Linked DNA regions of Mus musculus: regions 1 and 3 are each linked to region 2. A link is a contact called in public HiChIP or PLAC-seq data. All regions are on one chromosome and are shown on one strand. Each heading gives the region's core, a stretch centred on a gene start, on an enhancer-like site or on the middle of the called end of the contact. The rest is flanking DNA. Distances are from core to core; before and after follow the strand shown. Region 1 overlaps Elfn1 (leucine rich repeat and fibronectin type III, extracellular 1). Region 2 overlaps Mad1l1 (MAD1 mitotic arrest deficient 1-like 1). Region 3 overlaps Elfn1 (leucine rich repeat and fibronectin type III, extracellular 1).

The links. HiChIP or PLAC-seq counts read pairs in DNA pulled down with a chosen protein or histone mark.
Region 1: a contact with region 2 is called in an H3K27ac HiChIP or PLAC-seq map of VIP interneurons, with 3 times the contacts expected there. The contact joins two enhancer-like sites. A contact is called at or near these places in 1 of 484 Hi-C or Micro-C datasets (cerebral cortex), 1 of 115 datasets of contacts at active chromatin or transcription factors (VIP interneurons) and 1 of 9 other capture datasets (embryonic stem cells).
Region 3: an H3K27ac HiChIP or PLAC-seq map of SST interneurons shows a contact between it and region 2, with 4 times the contacts expected there. The contact joins two enhancer-like sites. A contact is called at or near these places in 2 of 484 Hi-C or Micro-C datasets (bone marrow-derived macrophages and cerebral cortex) and 4 of 115 datasets of contacts at active chromatin or transcription factors (SST interneurons, VIP interneurons, bone marrow-derived macrophages and 1 more).

Annotation. Positions count from the first base shown.
Region 1 is chr5:139,970,657-139,973,361 of GRCm38.p6, reverse strand. It overlaps Elfn1 (leucine rich repeat and fibronectin type III, extracellular 1), which reads right to left. Exons shown (of 2, transcript NM_001384186.1): 2 at 1-2,384. The coding sequence starts at 2,119. Among named protein-coding and RNA genes, the nearest start is that of Elfn1, 64 kb to the right of the region's middle. Within about 2 kb of position 1,256, at least 2 of the 459 cell types and tissues checked have an H3K27ac peak or open chromatin away from gene starts, as enhancers often do. A contact at or near this core is called in VIP interneurons, where this site is marked.
Region 2 is chr5:140,249,176-140,251,875 of GRCm38.p6, reverse strand. All of the region lies in intron 10 of Mad1l1 (MAD1 mitotic arrest deficient 1-like 1), which reads left to right. Among named protein-coding and RNA genes, the nearest start is that of Gm16120, 43 kb to the right of the region's middle. Within about 2 kb of position 1,310, at least 23 of the 459 cell types and tissues checked have an H3K27ac peak or open chromatin away from gene starts, as enhancers often do. A contact at or near this core is called in SST interneurons, VIP interneurons and cerebral cortex, where this site is marked.
Region 3 is chr5:139,930,721-139,933,501 of GRCm38.p6, reverse strand. All of the region lies in intron 1 of Elfn1 (leucine rich repeat and fibronectin type III, extracellular 1), which reads right to left. Among named protein-coding and RNA genes, the nearest start is that of Elfn1, 24 kb to the right of the region's middle. Within about 2 kb of position 1,356, at least 149 of the 459 cell types and tissues checked have an H3K27ac peak or open chromatin away from gene starts, as enhancers often do. A contact at or near this core is called in SST interneurons and cerebral cortex, where this site is marked.

The DNA.
Region 1 (2,705 bases), core at 7-2,506, 280 kb after region 2:
AGTGCCGATGCTCGCCGTACTGGCGACTCTTGTCGGCCTCCGCCCGCAGCACAGTGGCCGCGGGTGTCACAGTGAGGATGGTCTCGGGCACAGGTGAGCTTTTTTCAATGTACTTGGTCTCGGTGGCTGGGGCCTTATGTGTGCCGGTGGCCTCAGCCCGGAAGGTGCGAGGGCTGCGTGCAGAACCGCTGGATGAAGTGCTGGCCCTCGGGGGCCCGGGCGCAGCCTCCACACTGTGGTGCCGCTGCAGGCCACCATGGCCAAAGGCATCTTTGTATACAGGGGACAGGAAGCTGTGCTTGCTGGCCAGAGGCTCGGACAGCAGCACCAGCTGCGGCTCAGCCGCAGACACGGCCCCTGATTTGGCGCCCTGGAAGGAGGTGGACTCGGACTTGAGGGCGTCGATGCAGTTGTTAATGATCTGGTTGACTCTGTCCACTTCCTTGGCAATGGTGGAGATCTCCGCTACTGAGCTCTGGGGTTCACCTGGCCGGCTCAGCTCACAGCCTCTGCGCTCCTGCGGCTCCCCCGTGCGCACTTCAATGTAGTTCCCCTTGGTGGCCTTGGGGGTCTCGCTGCTCTCCACCAGCTTATACTGCTCCACGTCACTGGTGGCGGCTGGCAGGTAGGGTATTCGAGTCACAGCCTCAGGGCCAAGCAGCGGACCCTGGGTCAGGGGAGCCAGGCCAGGCGCCTCAATCTCAGGACCATACTTAAGCTCGATGATGGTTTTTTTCAAGCTGCCAGCTGCCGCTGCCACAGCCTTCTTGTGTTTCTCCTCTTGTCGCCTCCGCTTGCGCAGGCAGTAATAGACAGCGCCCAGAACCAGTACCATACCAAAGAGGCAGCCCAGGATGGTCATGATGTAGTGGGTGGCTGTGGAGGGGCTGGGCACGGGGCCCGGTGGGCTGGGCGGCTTGGGCAGGCAGATGGTAAGGCAGGTGTGGTTATGATGGGTGCCGGAGCTGGTAGAGACCACGCAGTATGTGTAGTTGGTGAGTGTGTAAAGATTGGTGAGGCGGATCTCCTCCTGAGGCTGGGTCAGCTTGGACACGGTGAACGATTTGCTGTTATTGTACTGCTCCAGCGTGTACATGCGGTTGAACGGGCTCGGCAGCTGCACCATGATGGTGGCCGAATTTTGGGTCAGCTGCTTGACCTTCATGGAGGGACGGGCCTCTGTCTGAGGGACCAGCGTAGTCAGGATCACCAGCGGCGTGGTGCCATCTCCGGAGAAGCACTCGTCATCAGCGCAGGGCATGTCACTAGGCTCTGGTGGAGGCGGAGGTGGCGAATGTCCCGGCTGTGACCGGCCTGGCACCGGACGGGGTGGGCCAAGCACCTCAGCAGTGTAGGAGCCCTCTGTGCACACAGACTGAAGCTTGCTAAGGATGCTACGTTGGTGGCCGTGGCGGCCCTGGCCCAGGAGGAAGTAGCCTGCGTAGACAGGAGGAGACTCACACTGCACCCGGTCATGGGTCTGTGTGGCGTTGGTGAAGGCAGCCAGCCAGCGCAGGAAACCCAGCAGCTCACAGGAGCAGTAGAAAGGGTTGCTGTAGATCTCACACACCGAGAGCTTGGTCAGGCCTGCGAAGGTGCCGCTGCCCAGCTGCTGGATGCGATTCATGGAGAGATCTATGTTGACGATGTTGGGACACTCCCAGAAGGCGCTGGCCATCACCACCTCGATGAGGTTGGCCTGTAGGTACAGGTACTCGAGCTTGCTCAGGCCCCGCAGCATGCCCTCCGTGAGGTTGCGCAGCCGGTTGTAGCCCAGCTGCAGCACCTGGAGGTTGAACTGGCCGGAGAAGGCCCCGTCCTCGATGTAGCCGATCTCGTTCTTGGTGAGGTTGAGGTATGTGAGGTTTCCGAAGCGGCTCAGGGAGGCGTACTGCACGCTGCGGATACGGTTCTCGTTAAGCCGCAGGTCCACGATGGTGTTGTTGATCTGTTGGGGGATGGCCTCATAGGGTGGCTGGTTCTGGCTGCAGATGGCCAACCACACGAAGCCTTTGTCACCCTCAATCAGCCAGCAGTCACCTTGGGCCAGCCCACCCGCGTGCAGTAACGTGGCGGCTGCCACAAGTACCCACGCTGTACCCCACCCGTGCCCAGCCATCTCGGGACACTGCCTGTGGGGATGGGGGGAGGGCTGGGCAGTGGGCCCCCCCAGGGGACTTAGGGGTGGGATGGATCACTGCCTGCACTGTCAGAGATGTCCTGTCCCAAGCTGCATGACGCAGGTGTCGGGAGGGAGAATGGCTCCCTCACTGCCCGCCGCCCTTTGTCGTCCTCCCCGGTCCCAAGGTGGCCACAGCCTGTTTTCCCATGGGCCTGTGTATCCTGGTGGCTTCGCCCGGTTCCTCTGCCTGAAGTACTCTCTGCTGCAAGAGAAAAGAGAAGAGAGTAAGTCACAGAAAAAAACCACATCCAAAGTCACTGGGTGACTGACTGAAGAATTCCGCTGAGCCACCCACCACTGTCTGCTGTGAAACAGAAACCATCATGCTTGTCCCAGATCATCAGGCTGGGCTGAGAGAGTCTGAGATCATCAAGAAAAGCAGACCTCCCTCAGGTCCAGTTTCTTCATGTACAACGTGGACAAGATGTCCCCTTGAGTGGCCAGCTTAGAGGTATCACAGTTACGGAGGCACAGCCTCAGATCCGCAGGGAAACAGCCTAGAGAAGAGACTCAGAGTTCTTTA
Region 2 (2,700 bases), core at 61-2,560:
TGTGGAGATACAGAAGCATGGAACTTGTGTAAGCTGTATGCATTCCACCGGCTATAAAAGTTGTTGAGGGAACATTTCTTAGCAGATGCTAAGATGTTTTGTTTAGATCCTGTAATACCAGAACTGGTATTAAGCAGCTTAAAATTTGCCTTGGAATGTGGAGAGTGGCTACCTGAGTCTGAGCACTTTTCTCGTGCCTTCTGCAGCACTAGTGACATAGAGCTCATGGCTGTCCTGCAAGGAGTATGCTGCTCTTAGCCACCTGCAGACCCAGGAGTGCCTGGCTAGGACTCATGGTCGTCTGAGGATGTCTGACTCTATGCACGTTTACCTCCTACCCACACATCTACCTTTCCCTTCCTTGTGACAGTGGGCTCTGTGGCCTTTCTTTGGAAGCTGGAGTGGCTCAGCAGGGAATCCCTCTATCCTGATTCTCTTTAACTTTTTTTTTTTTTTTTTTTTTTTTTGAGACAGGATTTCTCTGTGTAGCCCTGGCTGTCCTGGAACTCACTCTGTAGACCAGGCTGGCCTGGAACTCAGAAATCCACCTGCCTCTGCCTCCCGAGTGCTGGGATTAAAGGCGTGCGCCACCACGCCCGGCTCTCTTTAACTTTTATGTCAACTGTGGGTCAACACTGAGCCTGCCTCCCAGAACCACTCACATAGTAACCTGGGCATGGCTATGCAGGCTGCCCACACCAAATTGATCTGGTCTTGTTATATCCCAGACTGCAGAATGCACTAGGCATTGTGGTATTTGACTAATGGGCTAGTCCAAGCTCAAGACAGTTTACCTACCAAGTAATGGCTCCTACTTACCATCTCTTCCTCTGATATCCCTATCAGACAAAGGCTTTGAGCATGGCTGTGTAGCAGTGTTTTGTTAGTTCCTGTGTACAGGTTGTCACCTTCCATCTGGTAAGTTCAGGTTCCATAGAACAGGCCCAGAGTGCTGCTATTGAGGTTTAGGGACCCAGTGGGCTGATCTCTGATACTATTCCTGCTTATACAGTCCCCTTATCACACTGTGTTCTGAAGGGGACATGAAGGCAGGCAAGTTTAACTGGAGGCTCCCACAGTGCCCACCATAGCTGGGAATTCCTAGCCTCTCTGTCCGAGCCTGATCCCCACCCCCTTTAAGATACCCCCCTCTTCTTGCCTGTGTGTGTTTCCTTCCTTCCAGGAACAGAACCCAATAGCACTGTCAAGAGCTGTCTGTGCTTGAGCCGGGCCAGGTTTATGCTCTGAGCATAGGGCAGCTTCAGAAGGCTTTGGCAGCTGGCTGCAGTGCCCAGCTTTGGACATGAGATGGTGCCTGCAGCATTTCGAGCCCTATCTGCTCACTCCTCAAAGCTTCCTTCCATAGCCTCCCCAGTGGAGGCATCCAAACCAAGTCTATAAATTTTGTGACCAGTTAGTAGGAGAGAGAGTGGAGAGATAAAGAGAGGCTGGAAAGACCTTGAGATGGGTGGGCATCTGTCATAGGTGCCTACCTGGAGCTCACTTCTGCTCTTGAGCTGTATAATCTTTACCTTCCCATTCTTTGCTGGGGTGGGCTGGTGAGTCCAGGAGGGAGGGAGGGAGGGAGGGGGAGACAGGGGGGGGGAGAGACAGAGAGAGAGAGAGAGAGAGAGAGAGAGAGAGAGAGAGAGAATGTATGTGTGTGTGTAGTGATATAAGCCCCAACCCTAGCTTGGCTTTGGCTCTGTTTAAGACATTCCTGTTTCAGGCTGCCTCTCTTCTACTGCTTTGCCTTGAGACCAAGTCTGGGTACCCACATCCCCAAAAGGATGGCCAGTGCATCCTGGGATACAGAGCAAGGCTTGGGTCCTTTACTGAATTTGTGGAGATACACAGCTGTGAGGGTGAAAGGCCCCTTGATGATAGGCCCTGTGTGTGGTGGGAAGATGTGCATACTCCTTCTTCAAGGGCCAGGTTGCTGTGCTCCAGGCCTACCCAGCCCCAACCACCCAGTCATGGAGTTGGGGAGGGCCAGCGTTCCAGACCCGGCCCTCTTAGTCTGCTTGTGCTGGCTCTTCAACTAGGGGAGCTGCGGTTAACATTTCTCACCCACACGGACTGTTGCTCTGTATGTCTTGCATATCCATATTTAAAATGGTATTTACATATTCATGGGTTTTTAAATAAGCTCTTATTGTTAAGGAATGTAGAAGTGGATAAAATGTGAAACTCCCTCTTTTATTCAAGCACCAGAGAAAACGTCACCCCCATCTACCCCAATGCAATCACTTTCTGAGTGCTTAGCTCTGTTGCCATGGGAGCTGCCCTGTCCCATGGTCCTCTCTCAATTCTGCCCAGCCCGTGTCCAGCATACAGCATACAATACACAGCATGGCTCACAGCATGCCCACAGCCATGTCCTTTTCTTGTCATACTCTGGATCCCTCTGATGTGACCCTTACTTCCTGATAGAGTCCTGAAGACACCATCCCCATTTTTCCCCTCATTCATTTGTATGTATGTGTACATGTGTGTATATGTGTGTACATGAAGGCCAAGGGTGTCTTCTTCCATTACCCTCACTTTCTGAGACAATGTCTTTTGCTTGAACCTGGAGCTCACTGATTTAGGTAGACAAGCTTCTCCAGTGTCCTGTCTCTTCCTTCCCAGCGCTGGAGTTACAGACATCCACTATTGCCCCTGGCTTTTTGGAGGGTTTCAGTGATCCAAACTCAAGTC
Region 3 (2,781 bases), core at 107-2,606, 320 kb after region 2:
TAGACCCAGCCTGATGGCGGACACTGCAATCCCAGCACTTGGGAGGTAGAGGCAGGAGGATCAGAAGTTTAAGGTTATCCTCCGCTGAGCAAGCCTGGGCTACAAAGGTGCCTTAAAGGTGAGAGAGCAGCTGGAGAGAAGGCTCAGCAGGGAAAAGCACTTGCCACCAAGCCTGAGTTTGATCTCAGGACCCAGTGCGATGGAAGGAGAGAGAACTGACAACTGAAGCTTGGGAGCTGTCCTCTGACCTCCACAGGCTCACCATGATATGTGCCCAAGTGCAAGCATGAGCGTGCACATACACACTCACACGCACGTAATAAAAACGAAGCAAGAAACTCAGGTACAGATCCCCCATCCCCACAGGGACAGATGGCGGTGACCTGCACAGTCATAGGCCCTTGAAGGCTGTCACTCAAAGTTTGGCAAGAGCAGCTAGTTAATCAGGCCAGGTGACCGTGACATCTATGCTTCTGAGGCTCACGCCCACCTCCTCACTCCCAAAGGGACTTGGCACCTGGACAGGAGGGTGTCCCTAACTCCGTCTATCTCTGAGGGCTGTGGGGGAACATTCAGGACCTATTCCCAGTGTCACTGGCTTGTGCCTGCTCGGTAACAAGTGGTCAGAGCAGGAGAGAAGCCAGGAATCCCCTCCTTGGCCTCACCCCACACCTCCCTCCAGCTCTCCTCCTCCAGCCTTTGTGACGTCACTGCTGTTGCCATGGGAACCCTGCCAGCCCGAGCTGGATGACTTCACATGCGGGTGGGGAGCGCCTGAGCCATAGGTCTCAAGACAGAGTTCTCCAGCAATCAGCCAAATGGCAAAAGAATCATTGAACCACTGGGTAGCTGGGTTTTAAGGCAAGGGCTCCACCCACTCCACCCATGCCTGGAACAGGAGCAGGGGGGTGGGGGGTGGGGCAGAACCACTTCCTCTCTCTCCATGAAGGTGGGAGAGGAAGAGTAAGGAACCCATGTTCTCCTGGGCTGCCTGAGGATCCAGGGTCAGCAGCTTGAGGACTCAGTTTACCTTCCCAGAAAATGGGAATGAGCCCCCCCCCCCCCAACATGCTGCTGATCTGTCATCAAGGACCACACAGAACTAAATCCTGACCAGACGGGCCTGTGACTCATCCTGTAGGAATCACAGTTAGGGGCTTCCAGAAGATTCTCCTAAACCCAAAGCCTCTGCCCAAGAACCCCAGACGGCCCTGCCCACTCTGGGGAGCCCCTCCCTTGTAACTCCCTAGCACCAGCAGAGATCTCCCGACACCTGCTCTATGCCTCACCAGGACACACTGCTGGGGTTGCCATGGGGACGAGCAGGGGGGAGCAAGTGCGGGGTGCACACAGCTGCGCTCGAGCACACGGGATGGGGAAGCACACATCCGTGGATATTTGACTCTCTCCATGGTCATACGGGTATAGCGGCCCCACCGGGTGACTGTATAACTACAGATATGCACACTCTGCACAGGGTCTGCTAGCACACGTGTTTGTGCCCTCACGAAAGATGTGGCTCCCCCGGCACACACTTGCAGGCTGGGCACATAACTCTGGGGCCCTACCAGCCTTTGGCACCCAAGGCCGATGCATCTGCCCAGACAGAGGATACAGGCCTCCCTGGAACCTCCTCAGGACACATCACTTCGACACAGTCAGGCTCCCCTGGATTCGGAAAAAACCCTCCAGCCATAACCACCTCCAAACCTGGATGCCACATCTCTGAAGTTTCTGGAACCCCACAAGGAAGAGGAAGCCACACCTGCTCCAAGCCAGACCCCCCAGAAGGGAGTCTGCTTCTAGATCACTTCCTGGGTACTCTATGTACCCCCAAGGAGAGTCCACGGTGACCTCCCAAGTACCCTCTCCATCATGAGTGCTGGGATGACAGGCAAGTGCCACCGTGCTGGGTTAATGCTGTGCTCTACCCATTGCCTAGACAACAAAACTGAGGTTCAGAGTAAATCGTCCAGCCTGCATGGTGCAGACAGGGAGGCCACACAGGGCCTCACAAGCATCTTTGCTCTGCCCGTAGCCTCGATCGGCTCAGACCCCTCCTGGGCTTCTACTTCCTTCAGCTCTGGCGCTCGCTCGGGAAACCAGCCTTCCTAGCTTCTAATTAAGGAAACAAGCCCAGAGAAGGAAAGTAACTCGACCAAGGTCACAGAGCCCTGAGAAAAATCTTACAGGAGCTGCTGGGGGTTGAGAAGCAGGCGTTGGGGGGAGGGCTCTAGAGGGCCCTCTAGAGCCCTCCCCCCAGCTTCCAGCCAGAGGAAGCAGCCGCGGGGGCGGGCAGGCAGGCAGGCAGGCAGGCAGGTCACCGCCCAGCGCTTCCTGCCTCTGTCTTTGCATCTGATACATTCAATGAAGACCAGAAGCCTCCTAATACAATTTAGAGCCCCGTGGCCACAGCCGCCTCTAATGATTAGCTCTGATTTTTCTTGGCTGTCTCTTTGAGACTCCATGCAAATGAGCCTCCTCCTCTTCCCAGCCCAGTCCCTCCTCCTGGCCCCGAGGACGGACAATGAATGAGTGTCTAAGACTAAGGGAAACCTCAAACCTCCCGGCAGCCCAACCTGTGCCTACAGCCCTCACCATGCTGAAAGCCCTGGAAAACCTAGCCCATGCAGGAGTGCCGGCTGATGCTATTCAGACCTTGGGGTCCCCTGCATAAAGGGCGGGGGGTGGCTAGAACACACTCTTTAAGAAGCTGAAGGGTCCTTAAGAGGCAGCTCATAACCAGTTTCCACCTCTGAGGGTGGGGGAGGCAATGGGGCT